Linked DNA regions of Mus musculus: region 2 is linked to region 1. Evidence: chromatin contacts called from public HiChIP or PLAC-seq data. All regions are on one chromosome and are shown on one strand. Each heading gives the region's core, a stretch centred on a gene start, on an enhancer-like site or on the middle of the called end of the contact. The rest is flanking DNA. Distances are from core to core; before and after follow the strand shown.

Region 1 (6,222 bases), core at 394-2,893:
GCCAGGGTGAAGAGTGGACCCAGGCTTCATGCATGCTAAGCAAGCATTCTACCAACTGGGCTGTTACATTCTTTAAAGAGAGGGTTTCCTGTTAGCCAGGCAGGCCTGGAACTCCTGACCCACCTTGCAAGTGCTAGGATTATCGGTGCCATCAAGCTTGACTTTGGTTTTTCTTTTTTTTAGATTTATTTATTTATTATATGTGAGTACACTGTAGCTGTCTTCAGACACACCAGAAGAGGGCGTCAGATCTCGTTACGGATGGTTGTGAGCCACCATGTGGTTGCTGGGATTTGAACTCTGGACCTTTGGAAGAGCAGTCGGGTACTCTTACCCACTGAGCCATCTCACCAGCCCCTTGACTTTGGTTTTTAAAAATTAAATTGAAAAATATAATATATAGTGAACAGATAAGTGACATTAGTGAAATACAACTAATAATAGATTAATCAAGTCTCTCTCCTTTTTTCTTTCCTCCTCCTCTTCTTCCTCCTCTTCTTCCTCCTCTTCTTCCTCCTTTTCTTCTTCCTCTTCCTCTTCTTAGAGTTTTTGAATTTTGTTTCTGAGGCAGGGACTGATTTCAAACTCATGAGCTCAAGTGATCCTCTTGTTTTAGCCAAAGTTGTTTGAACTATAGGAATAAGCCATTTAGGTATAGCCCAGGAAACTATAAAGTTAAACATTAGGAACAACTGGTAAGAGCCTTCTGTGCTGGCTATCTTATGTCCACTTGGCACAAGCTAGAGTCACCTGAGAAGAGAAAACTTTAACTGAGAAAATGCTCCCACCAGATTGGCATTTCCCTCAATTAGTGAGTAATGTGAGAAGAGCCCGTTGTGGGCAGTGCCCGGGGGTAGAATTTTTCCTGTCCAATTACATTAGAATATTAGTGCAGCAGGAAGCTTGTGATTGGACAGGGAAAAGGGAGGCAGAACAAAGAGTTGCAGGGACAGAGAGCAGATGAACAGGAAGATCCTGATCCCACGGGGGTGGGATTGGTTTTAAGTAGCCACAGGTAGTTATAAACATCATATAGGGATAGAATAATTGGGATAACTTGTCTGATCTAGGTGGGCAGCTTGTATCATTATCATTTGGCCCTGAAATTATTGTGTAGGCATCTTGTGAATTGAGAATTTATTGATATAAATAATAAATAAATCTTTTAAAAAAGGTCAGATATATGTAAGTACACTGTAGCTGTCTTCAGACACTTTTTCTTCTCTCTCCAGTCTTGCTTGCTCTGGCCCAGATTTCTTTCTTTATTATGTAAAGTACGCTGGCTGTAGCTGTCTTCAGACACCCCAGAAGAGGGCATCAGATTTCATCACAGATGATTGTGAGTCATCATGTGGTTGCTGGGACTTGAACTGGGGAGCTTTGGAAGCGCAGTCAGTGCTCTTAACTGCTGAGCCATCTCTCCAGCCCTCTAAATCTGACTTGTTAATTATAAGCTTCTAGAGTTTTGTTTCTACTGGGTTGCTGGGTGTTGAGGTGCTGACTGCTGGGTGGATGGTCGTTGCGGTGCGTTGCGTGTGGCTGGCATGGCAGCCAAGAGAAGGGAACACAGGAGCTCTGGTCCTGCTGGAGAGTGGGCGGATGAAGTGCAGGAGCTTGGTGGTTCTTTTTAAATATTTCCCGCAACAGCGCCCCCTATGGTCTGGTGGTCTTGGCTGTGTAAGAAGCCTGACTGAGTAAGCCATAGAGAAACCTGTACACAGCACCCTCCATGGCTTTTCCATCAGCTGCTGCCCTGCGTTCCTGCCCTAACTTCTTTGATGATGAACTCTATGCTAAAAGAAGCCCTTTCTTCCAAGTTGACTTTGGTCATGGTGTTTTCTCACAGCAATAGACACTCTGAGACACCTTGTATACTATATCTGTATCTTTAAATCTCAAATTAGAAAAAAAGAGAGTATGTCTTAGAAAACTTAAAGTTAATATTTTCAGGAATGTCCCTAACTATCAAAGTTTCTGTACATTTACCTAGGAAAAAACAAACAAGGATTTAGGTAACAAACTCATTTCTGTACAGAATATAATCAGGCTTCACGTTTTTCGGAAGAAGCCACAGAACAGGGAGTTGGTCTTACCTCATCTGAGAGGTTGTCAACTCTGTACAAACTGGGATGTGTTGTGAGCATGAGGTGAACCAATGGCTGGCTTTTCACTTGACACATGGCAAAAATTCGTTCATCTAGACGTATACTTGTCCCAGTCTGGAAAGATTTCTGCAATAAAACAACACCCCGCCTCCCAACATTAGAAAAAGAGTTTTGTAAATGTCAATTGCTAAAAGATTATCATTAGACAGAATTAGCAAATTTATCATAAATTATTTTATCTTTGAAGAAGTCATTACCCTGTAGCCTCATCTGGAAGTCTCAACTAGTCAATACCTGACCATTGCTAAGTCACCCGATCTCCTGGTGTCTGTTTCCTCACTGCTAGGCTAGGCCTAACTGCAGTGACTGTGATGGAGCTGAGAAGCCTGGGAAGGATGGTACCCTGGCGACAAGATAAAGGTACACATGGCATAGCAAGAAGACCCCAGCAAGTGTGCCACGTCTGCTGGATGGTAATTGTTTCTTCCACAACGAGAGACATTAAAACTCAATACAGCAGATCCCACGGCCTCTGAAGCAGGGTGGTACCACACATGAGGACAGTGGCAGAGCAGAGCTGAGGCTGGGACAGTTTTAGTGCTGTAGTAGCTGCACTCAGGCTGGCGGAGCTGTGAGGTGAGGGCTAGTGTCTCAGTTGGTGGAGAGGAATACAAGAGGCAGAGAACAATGAATATTCACAGACTGAATGTGACTAGAACGCCTTCTCCAGGCAGGTTCAGGTAAACTGAGGCATCTGCAGGAAGCAAGAGTGTTTAATAACAGCAGAGCCTCAGTCTGTCACATGTCACTCACTGATGGCTCTATGCCAGGTGCTCCTCTATGGTGACTTTGCCAAAGAACCCAGACCAGCTTTTATGCCCAGGTCACTAACTTGTGAGGCTCCCCTAGAACAAGGCTGCCCTGGAAAGAGTCTGGGCAATTTTGTTCAATGATGTCTCTCCCATCCCCCTACAACATGCAGCACACTGTAAGCACTCAGCATGTGTCGAAAGCTGGTGGTCTAGCTCATCGCACAGAGGCTTTTTGGCATACCACGAGAAAAATTTTAGTGAATTATTTCACCTGTTAGTATTAAATAAATAGGGCCTGGAGAGATAGCTCAGTGATCCAGAGCACTGGTTGGTCTTGCAGAAGACCCAAATTCAGTTCCCAACACCCACATAGTGGCTTACAACCATCTGTAACTCCAGTCCCAGAAGATCTGATGTTTTCTGGCCTCCACAAGCACTAGGCACACTTGCAAGCAAAACACACAGACACAGAAAGTAAAGTAAATTTAAAACAAAGTATAAAAAAAATAATCACTGCACTTTTTTTCCAAGACAGGGTTTCTCTGTGTATCCCTGGCTGTCCTGGAACTCACTCTGTAGACTAGGCTGGCCTCGAACTCAGAAATCCACCTGCCTCTGCCTCCTTAGTGCTGGGATTAAAGGCGTGCGGCTACCACGCCCGGCAATCACTATATCTTATAGGTGAAATAATGCACTTACATCTTTTTCACTTACTGTTATTACATACTAGGTGCTGTGATTAAATAATGAATAAAAAAAGACAAAACCTTCCCAGCACTCGGGAGGCAGAGGCAGGCGGATTTCTGAGTTCGAGGCCAGACTGGTCTACAAAGTGAGTCCCAGGACAGCCAGGGCTACACATAGAAACTCTGTCTCAAAAAACCAAAACCAAAAAAAAAAAAAAAAAAAGACAAAAACTTTTGTATTCATGGTTTACTTCCTGAAAAAGGAGAAATAAAGGTGAATATAAAAATACACTCAAGATTTAGAGGTAGGTGGATCTCTGTGAGTTCAAGATCAGCCTGGTCTACAAAGTGAGTTCTACAATGAGGGTTACACGGTAAGACCTTGTCTCAACAACAAAAAAAGGAAAAATAATAAATCAGCAAACTGTGGTCAGTGATAACTGACATAGAAAAAATGTAGGAGGCAAGAGGAACGAAGGTGTCGCAGTGCTGCATGATGGGAAGGGATGACAGTGCTGTATGTCTAACTTTGAGAGTGTGTGTGTGGGGGGGGCGGGAGGGAAAGATATCAAGGAAGGCAGACCATTAAAAAAGGCCTTTTTTTTTTTTTTTTTCCTTCGAGACAGGGTTTCTCTGTGTAGCCCTGGCTCTCCTGGAACTCACTTTGTAGACCAGGCTGGCCTTGAACTCAGAAATCCGCCTGCCTCTGCCTCCTGAGTGCTGGGATTAAAGGCGTGCGCCACCACCACCTGGCTAAAAAAGGCGTTCAAGAGAAGATCTTGGATTGTTAAATGTTAAAATTTAAATACTTAGGTAATTTCTGTGACTTAAGTAAAGAAGTTAGAACTGGGCTGGAAAGATGACTCAGCAGAAAGAGGCATTTGTGACCCCATACACACCACTCCCCACACACACTGTACATGTAGGATTCATCTTGTCTAAGTGGTCCCACTGTGCCCTGAGCAGTGCCTCTCCATCCCTCACACTCCCGGTGTCTAACGGCCGCCGTCACTCGGCTCTGAGTCTGTGTGTTCACTTTTAAGCTTCCAGTGTGAACGAGAACATGCAGCAGGTGCGTGGCTTCTCAGAGCAACACTACAACTTTCAGGTCTTTCTTTGGTTAGCATTTAAATTTGTGGTCACATCACTGAACTGTTGGTGAGTGAGGCACTTACATTAAATTAGTTATTCATAAATGTCTTTGGCTATAAATCCTTCCAATGCTCCTGTGAGAGACAGGGTTCCCAGTCTCAGAACATGGTCTAAAGCTACTTATACAATATTTAAGAGTTCAATAAAAAGCTTTTCAACATTCTTAGTGTGTCAGCCTGAGTTTTCTTACCTGTTTTAGGAGAGCCAACACAAAAAGTGGGAAAAGCCTCAAGGAGAAAGGAACCATGAGGCCTGGCTGCTGACCACTCAGGACTGAAGAGCGGTAAGCTGAGAGAGAGTCGATGACAGCGTTCACCAGAGCATCCCGGGCATCACTCAGGCTGGCAGTCACCGACCTGTCAACAGCTAGTGAGGTGAGGGCAGGACAAAAAGAGAGACAGGATACAGGCTTGGTGATTCATCTAGAAAGAACAGAAGAGATCATTCATTCACGCATGCACGCGCGCGGGCGCGCGCACACACATACACACACATACACACACATACACACACACACACACACACACACACACACACACACACACGCATGAGGATAGCTTGCGGGAATTGGTTCTCTTTCCATTATGTAAATTCAGGGGTTGAACTCAGGTAGTCAGCATGTTGGCAAATAACACCTTTACTTGTCAAGCTATCTTCCTGGCCCAATTAAAAAAAATTTTTTTTTGAGATAGGGTTTCTCTGAGTAACAGCTCTAGCTGTCCAGGATCAGGCTGGCATTAAATTCACAGAGACCTGCCTGCCTCTGCCCACAAGGTGCCCAGACATCCAGAGGCTCAGTGAAGTGTTTTCAGAGCAGACTTAAGCAAGGTTATGAATGAACACATCTGTTCCTAAAAGCTGTTAACGAAGCTGACCTTGAGATCAGGACAGAATAACGGCCCGAACCATATTTTGGCTATTTTGTGGTATGTATTTATATGAGGCAGTTTTTTCAGCATTGATGATAATAAAGATATAATAGATCAACTCCAAGAAATGATGAAAATATTAAGCAGTTCAGGCACGAGTTTTTATGTAAAAATAAAGTAAGCACAGTGATCTCATTAATATGCAATTTGCTTTTGTATTTACTAAATGAAAAACTATAAATATACAGTCATAAAGTTTCTTTATGATTCATTATCAATATCTGTTTGATTTGTATATCGGCACACCTTGGCTGCAGAGGGTCAGTTGTTAAGGGTGCAGCTATTTAGGAAGCCATCTTTCACATGTTGTTACTCCTGTCAGAGCTGAAAAAGCATTAGCAACAGCTCCAGCAGGTGCTCGCACTGCACAGTCTATGAGAGTTGGTTACGTGACGGGCTGAGACGTGGCATCGCAGTTAGGAGCACTGCTGCTGTTGCAAAGGACTTGGGTTTAGTTCCCAACATGGACACGGCAGCTTACAACCATCCTTAACTGTAGTTCTAGGGGTTCCATGTCCTCTTCTGGCCTCCTCGGGCA
Region 2 (6,264 bases), core at 2,549-5,048, 640 kb after region 1:
ACACTAACTCATAAAAAGCCAAATAGGATGACGGGATGTCAGCAAGAAAAGGGGCTTGTCCCACAAGCCTGGTGACCCGTGTTCCATCCCCCCAAACCATGCAAAGGTGGGAGGGGAAAATTGACTTTAGAAATTCCTCCGTCTTCCGCAGGAGTTCTCCATGCCCCCTCCTCCTCCCCTCCCTCTCCCTCTCCTCCCCTCCCCCCCCCATAGTAGTTATAAAATTCTTAAAAAGCTAAACAAACAAACAACCCACCTCAGTGGCCAGAGGCTAGTGAGGACTCCCAGGTTCACCCTCTCTCTTACCGTTTGGGCACCAGGAAGAAGAAATCCCTTCTCTTTGGTCATCTTCTAGCGCCACCTGGTGGCCAACTTTTCAAATAGCAACGGCGCTTTCAATAGACTTGGTCAGAGGGAGCTTCAACAAATGCAGTCAAGGCAAAAATGGTCTTTGGGGCAAGGGCCAGCTATGGTAGCGCTTCCCCCAGATGATTTCAACATGAGCCAGGGTGGAGAGTCGCTATGATACCATAGGTAGGTTTTTTGTTTCTCTAAACACCAGCAAGGAAGGGTGAGTGCGATGGATGGGAGACACCCCAGGCGCCTTCCACAGAGCTTTACTTCGCTGGTGTGGAATCTCCCTTCATTGCTAAGGGCTCAGAGGCCTTCAAACCAGTGGACAGTGACCACCGGAATGGAGCACCGCGCAGATCACCCACGGAGCCCATGATAGACCCTCACATCATTGTCTGTGCTGTTTCACTAATTCCCAGTTTTCATTCAGAGCCTTTATTAATTTATTTTATGTCTTTATTTTTGGGCTAATATCTTGTCCTGTTATTTAACGTGGTGTGTGTGTGTGTGTGTGTGTGTGTGTGTGTGTTAGTCACACGTGAGCATGAGCACATTTGCCCTGGCATAGATGTGAAGGGTCAGGAATCAGCCCTGTCCTACAGTGTGTTCTGGGGATTGACCTCAGGCCCTCAGGCTTCTGTGGCAAGCACTTTACCCACTGGGCCGTCCTGTCAGCCTTACTTTGAGCCAGGGTCTCTACTGAATCTGGAGCTTATCGGTTCAAGACCAGCATATCTTTCAGAGAATACAATTTAATTTACTATGTATAACATAGTTAAGTTGCTGGCCCCAAATATCCTTCTGAAAAACAAATGTCCTAGTATCTGGTACTTTTTATCTTTATTTTTCTTTTCTTTTTTTCTTTCTCTTTTTTTTTGTTTATTTTTGTTTATTTTTTGTGGATTTTGTTGTCATTTTGTTTTGGAGAAAGAGTTTCTCTGTAACAGCCCTTGCTGTCCTGGAACTCTATGGACTAGGCTGGCCTTGAACTCACAGAGCTGCCCCCTCACCCCATGGCGTTCTGATATAAAACAAATGTGCCACCATGCCCGGCCCTTGTGGGTTTTTTTTGTTTTGTTTTTGTTTTTGTTTTTGAGGCAGTGGTCTCACCACGTATCTCTGGCTGTCCTGGAATTCACTCTGTAGATCAAGCTTGCCTCACTCACAGAGATCTGCCTTCCTCTGCCTCTGCCTCCCCAGAGCTGGAATTAAAGGTGTACACCACTAGCAGTGGCTAGCTAGAATATTGTTATTTTTATGTTTTAGTTATTTGTTTGTCTGCTTATATATTTGGTGGTGGTGGGAGGGTTTGGGTCTACATGAATATGAAAATCAGAGGACATTTGGGACCCACCCTTTGGATTCCAAGGAGTAAGCTGATCCCAGCTGTCAAGCTTGACAGGAAGCATCCCTACCCACTAAGCCACCCCACCACCCCTACATTTGTTTCTTTATGCTGCTCTGAATTAGCACACATTTGGTGGTCCAAAGAAACACCATTTTGAGTCAGGAGTGTTGGTACACACCTAGAATCCCAACCCTTTCGAGACAGGAGCAAGAGGATGACCAAGGCCGCTCCGGGCCACATTAAGTATGAGGCCATCCACGCCTATAGCCTGAGACCCTGTCTCAACAAGACCAAACAATATTTACAGTGCTGGCAGCCAGAAACCTAAAATGGCTTCCCTGGGTAGGCACAAAAGTGTCGTCAGGCAGGCTTCCTCCCTGGCTCTCAGGGATATCCTTATGTTTGTCTTCTTCAGCCTGAGGAGTTATGGTTCCTGCCATGTAGCCTCTTCCTCCAACTTCAAAGCCAGCAGGTGACGTCTTCTCTTGTCACTGGAGCTTCTTCAGAGCAGGCGCTCCTGTCTCCCTGTGTGAGGACACAGATGAGTAGACACGGGGGCGGTCCCATGAGATAAGGAATTCCTATTGCCTCTGGGTGAGGGGGTAGCACACACTTTTAATCCCAGCACTGGAGAGGCAGAAGCAGGTGGATCTCTGGAGGCTCCTGGTCTACAGAGCGAGTTCCAGGACAGTCAGAGCTACATAGAGAAGCCCTGTCCCAAGGAATCCAAAGAAGAATTCCCATTGCCTCCATGTGGTCTATCACATGCAACACATCGATCCCCTATCCATAGTGATGTAGTGCAGGCACACCCACTGAACTGCTAGTAACGGAAAAATAGAACGCACGGGGTGCTGGAGAGATAGCTCAGTGGTTAGGAGTGCTTGCTGCACGTGCAGAGAGCAGAGCTTGGCTTCCAGAACCCATATCTCTGGCCCCACACTCCATCATGGCTGTTAAAGTCGATCTCTGTCTGTGCCATTCTATCTTAGTCTCTCAGTTGTCCCCAAGACCATACTTCTCACTTCACAGAGACATCATCTCTCTCTGAAGCCTGATCTCCTGGAAGGAAGGCAAGGACTTTGGCATGCCTGGTCCCTCCAAGGTCCGGCACAGAGGCCTGCCCATGCCCCCCCCCCCCAGCATTATCCCTTGATTGGCTTCAGGAAGGTAAGGTTTATTCTGGTTTGAGGGTACTCCGTTGTGGTGGGGAAGGCTTGGGGGCAGGAGTGTGTGGATTCTAGTCACACTGCATCTGCGGGTAGGAGATGGGAAGGGGTGCCAGTGGTCGGTTTGCTCTTTCCTTTCCTCCTGTTTGATTCAGTCTTGCCCTCCCCCCCCCCCCCCGCGTCCCTGCCCCCAGTCATGGGATGGTACCGCCTACATCCAGGGTCTTCCCTCCTCTGTGCAACCGCCACACACGGGTGTGTTTCCTAGGTGATTCCAAACCCAGGCAGGTTGACAATGAAGATTAATTATGACAGCCTCCTACACCCAACCTGTGAAGATCAAAAATACCTCAAGAGGTTGCTAAAATGCTCCCCAGAAGCAAGGACTGAATCTCCTTTGGGATCGGGTCAGAGAGCCATCAGAACACGCTATTGGGGATGAAAGGCAACCCTAATCGTTTTCTTACTGGCCCCACTTTCCTCATCAGGAAAAAAGTGCACTGATGCCTGCAGGAAAATGAATTTTCTTCAAGAGATCACACAGGCTTCCAAGCAAGCAACCTGGGGTGGTGCTGCCACCTCTTGGTGAGTGGGTGGAAGTACATCCGTGGGCGTGGTTGGCAAGCTATTGCTACCTAGTAAGAGCCTCTCTATCTCTGCCAGGGAGCCCAAGTAAAGGCCAGGCAGAGTGGACAGAAATAGAGGAGTCAGCAAACACAGGGAATTTTATATCAATCAGTGGTGTTGAGAAGAAACCTGGTCTAGGTTCAATTCGCCCCTTTTCCTGTATCATTATGTATCTCCGACAAGAAAAGGACACCAAGAGCGATTTGCCCCACAATAGCTGCCCTTGACTAGATTGGTGGGCGTCCCAGAGGCTGTCCCCTCCCCCAAGATTGGCCTCTGTGGAAATCAGGAGGGTGGCGCAGCCAATGGTCGCACCTAGATCCGCCATCTTCCCCAGAGGCCACGCCTCCTCCGCCCTTTCCCCAGTTACAGCTAGAAACTCAGCTTCAGTCCGTGAAGTCTACGATTTCCACTTCATCTAATTCATTTGACCCACTGCCACCTTCATCTTAAGCCCGGCTTCCCTGGGACTGTACTTTAGTCTTCCATGACTCTGGCTGCAGTGTTCATGGGGCTGTATTCAGCTGTGTTTGGCTACGCCTAGAATCTTCTATGAGACTGCTACAGATTACATTCCTGTAGCATTCCTCTTTGGAGGAAAATGGGGTGAAGACGCTGCTAGGGGCCTTTCTCAGCTTCTTTTTAATTTTGATTTTCTTCTTCCTCTTCCTCTTCCTCTTCCTCCTCCTCCTCCTCCTCCTCCTCTTCTTCTTCTTCTTCTTCTTCTTCTTCTTCTTCTTCTTCTTCTTCTTCATGTATTTATTTATTATATGCAAGTACACTGTAGCTGTCTTCAGACATACCAGAAGAGGGCATCAGATCTCATTACAGATGGTTGTGAGCCACCATGTGGTTGCTAGGATTTGAACTCAGGATCTTCAGATGAGCAGTTGGTGCTCTTAACCTTAACCTCTGAGCCATCTCTCCAGCCCTTTTTTCTTCTTCTTAAACATAGTCTCATTGCATAACACTGACTGGGCTAGAACTTGCCATGTAGACCAGGCTAGCCTCAAACTCAGAGATCCAACTGCCTCTGTCTCCTGAGTGCTGGGTTTAAATGTGGGTCCAGTCAGTCTTCATTTTTGTTTTGTTTCGCTTTGCTTTTATGAGAAAATATCTCACGTGGTCCAGACTTCAACCTTTCTCTGACCTTGAACTCCTGATCATCCTTCCTGTACTCCAGAGTGCCTGGGTCACAGGCATGTGACACTGTGGCCAGTCTTTACATGCTATTTCTACGGCATTTTGAGCAAAGTCTATCTAATCCTTTGATTATTAGTTTTGCAAGGGCAGCGGCGGCACCCGATTCTCCCATATCCTGTTCTGGCTCAGTTCTTAGTGCTGGGGAGCAAGACTTTCAGTGGAAGCTGAGTGAGCGAGGGACATCTGAGGGAGAGGGACAGGACAGAAGCTGAGAGATGTCCGGGCATAGGTGTGCTTCCTCCTACCATGCAGGTCCCAGACCCTGAAGAAGGTACAGGGCTGTGGTGGTTTAAATGGGAATGGCTGCCAACAAGGGTGAGCACACACACACACACACACACACACACACACACACCTGCACATATGCCCCTGCACACACACTAAATTGTTGAGGTTTGGTTTTGGTATGTATTGTAATACTAAATACTGGTTCCCAGGGACAAGAGAATCTGCACACACATAAGAGATACCATGTAATCTTGCTCCCCAAGTTATCCCTGATTGGTGAATAAAGATGCCTACAGCCTATAACTGGACAGAAGAAAGATAGGTGGGGTTTGGGTTCCCGGGCTTGGAGTCTGAGGAGAGACCACAAGGAGGGAGTCTTAGATGGAGAGAGGGAAGATACTATGGGATAAATGAGTCATGAAAATATGGCCTTGAGGGCTGGCCAACTGGAGTTAAGAGCAGCCCAGATGGAACATGACAAGTTATAACTCGGGGTTATTGACAGGGAAGTAGATATAAAAGCTTAAAGGGTAGATATTTGCCCAGCTGTAGTGCATTAAGGGCTTATTATAAATATAAAGGTTGTGTGTCGGGGGCTGGAGAGATGGCTCAGCGGTTAAGAGCACTGACTGCTCTTCCAGAGGTCCTGAGTTCTATTCCCAGTAACCACATGGTGGCTCACAACCATCTGTAATGGGATCCAATGTCCTCTTCTGCTGTGTCTGACAGCTACAGTGTACTCATATAAATAAAATAAATACATCTTAAAAAAAAAAAAAAAGGTTGTGTGTCTTTTATCTGGGAACTGAATGATCACAGGCAGGGTAGGAACCCCCAGTTGAGATTGAATACTTACTACAACACTAAATATTTAGAAATACTAATTTATTTTTATCTTATATGCCTGAACATCTTGCCTGCATGTACATAAATGCCCCATGTGTGCACCTAGTCCCTGAAGAGGCCAGAAGAGGGCGCCAGATCTCCTGGAACTGGGGTGTAGATGGTTGTGAGTCACCATGTGGATGCTAGGAACAAAATCTGGGTCCTCTGCGAGAGCAACAAGCGTTTTTAACTGCTGAGCCATTTCTCTAACCCCATAAAAGAATGTGGCTTGTTGTTGTTGTTGTTGTTGGGTTGTTTGGGACAACCTCTCTACTATGCAGACCAAGCTGGCTTTGCTCAAACTCAGAGATCCATCTGCCTCTGCCTCCCAAGTGATGGGATTAAATACATGTATCTTCACACCCAGCCTAATTTTTTTTTTTAATATCCTGAAGCTCTCAGAATGGTGGGGCATGCACTTAGGATGCTGAGGCAGGGCAAGGTCTAGTT

The links. HiChIP or PLAC-seq counts read pairs in DNA pulled down with a chosen protein or histone mark.
Region 2: a contact with region 1 is called in an H3K27ac HiChIP or PLAC-seq map of embryonic stem cells, with 2.7 times the contacts expected there. The contact joins two enhancer-like sites. A contact is called at or near these places in 2 of 484 Hi-C or Micro-C datasets (the N1E-115 cell line and pro-B cells) and 1 of 115 datasets of contacts at active chromatin or transcription factors (embryonic stem cells).

Annotation. Positions count from the first base shown.
Region 1 is chr11:51,702,183-51,708,404 of GRCm38.p6, forward strand. It overlaps Sec24a (Sec24 related gene family, member A (S. cerevisiae)), which reads right to left. Exons shown (of 23, transcript NM_175255.3): 18 at 4,946-5,121; 19 at 2,094-2,231. Among named protein-coding and RNA genes, the nearest start is that of 0610009B22Rik, 17 kb to the left of the region's middle. Within about 2 kb of position 1,644, at least 31 of the 459 cell types and tissues checked have an H3K27ac peak or open chromatin away from gene starts, as enhancers often do. A contact at or near this core is called in embryonic stem cells, where this site is marked.
Region 2 is chr11:52,342,998-52,349,261 of GRCm38.p6, forward strand. No RefSeq gene overlaps it. Among named protein-coding and RNA genes, the nearest start is that of Gm51894, 12 kb to the right of the region's middle. Within about 2 kb of position 3,799, at least 125 of the 459 cell types and tissues checked have an H3K27ac peak or open chromatin away from gene starts, as enhancers often do. A contact at or near this core is called in embryonic stem cells, where this site is marked.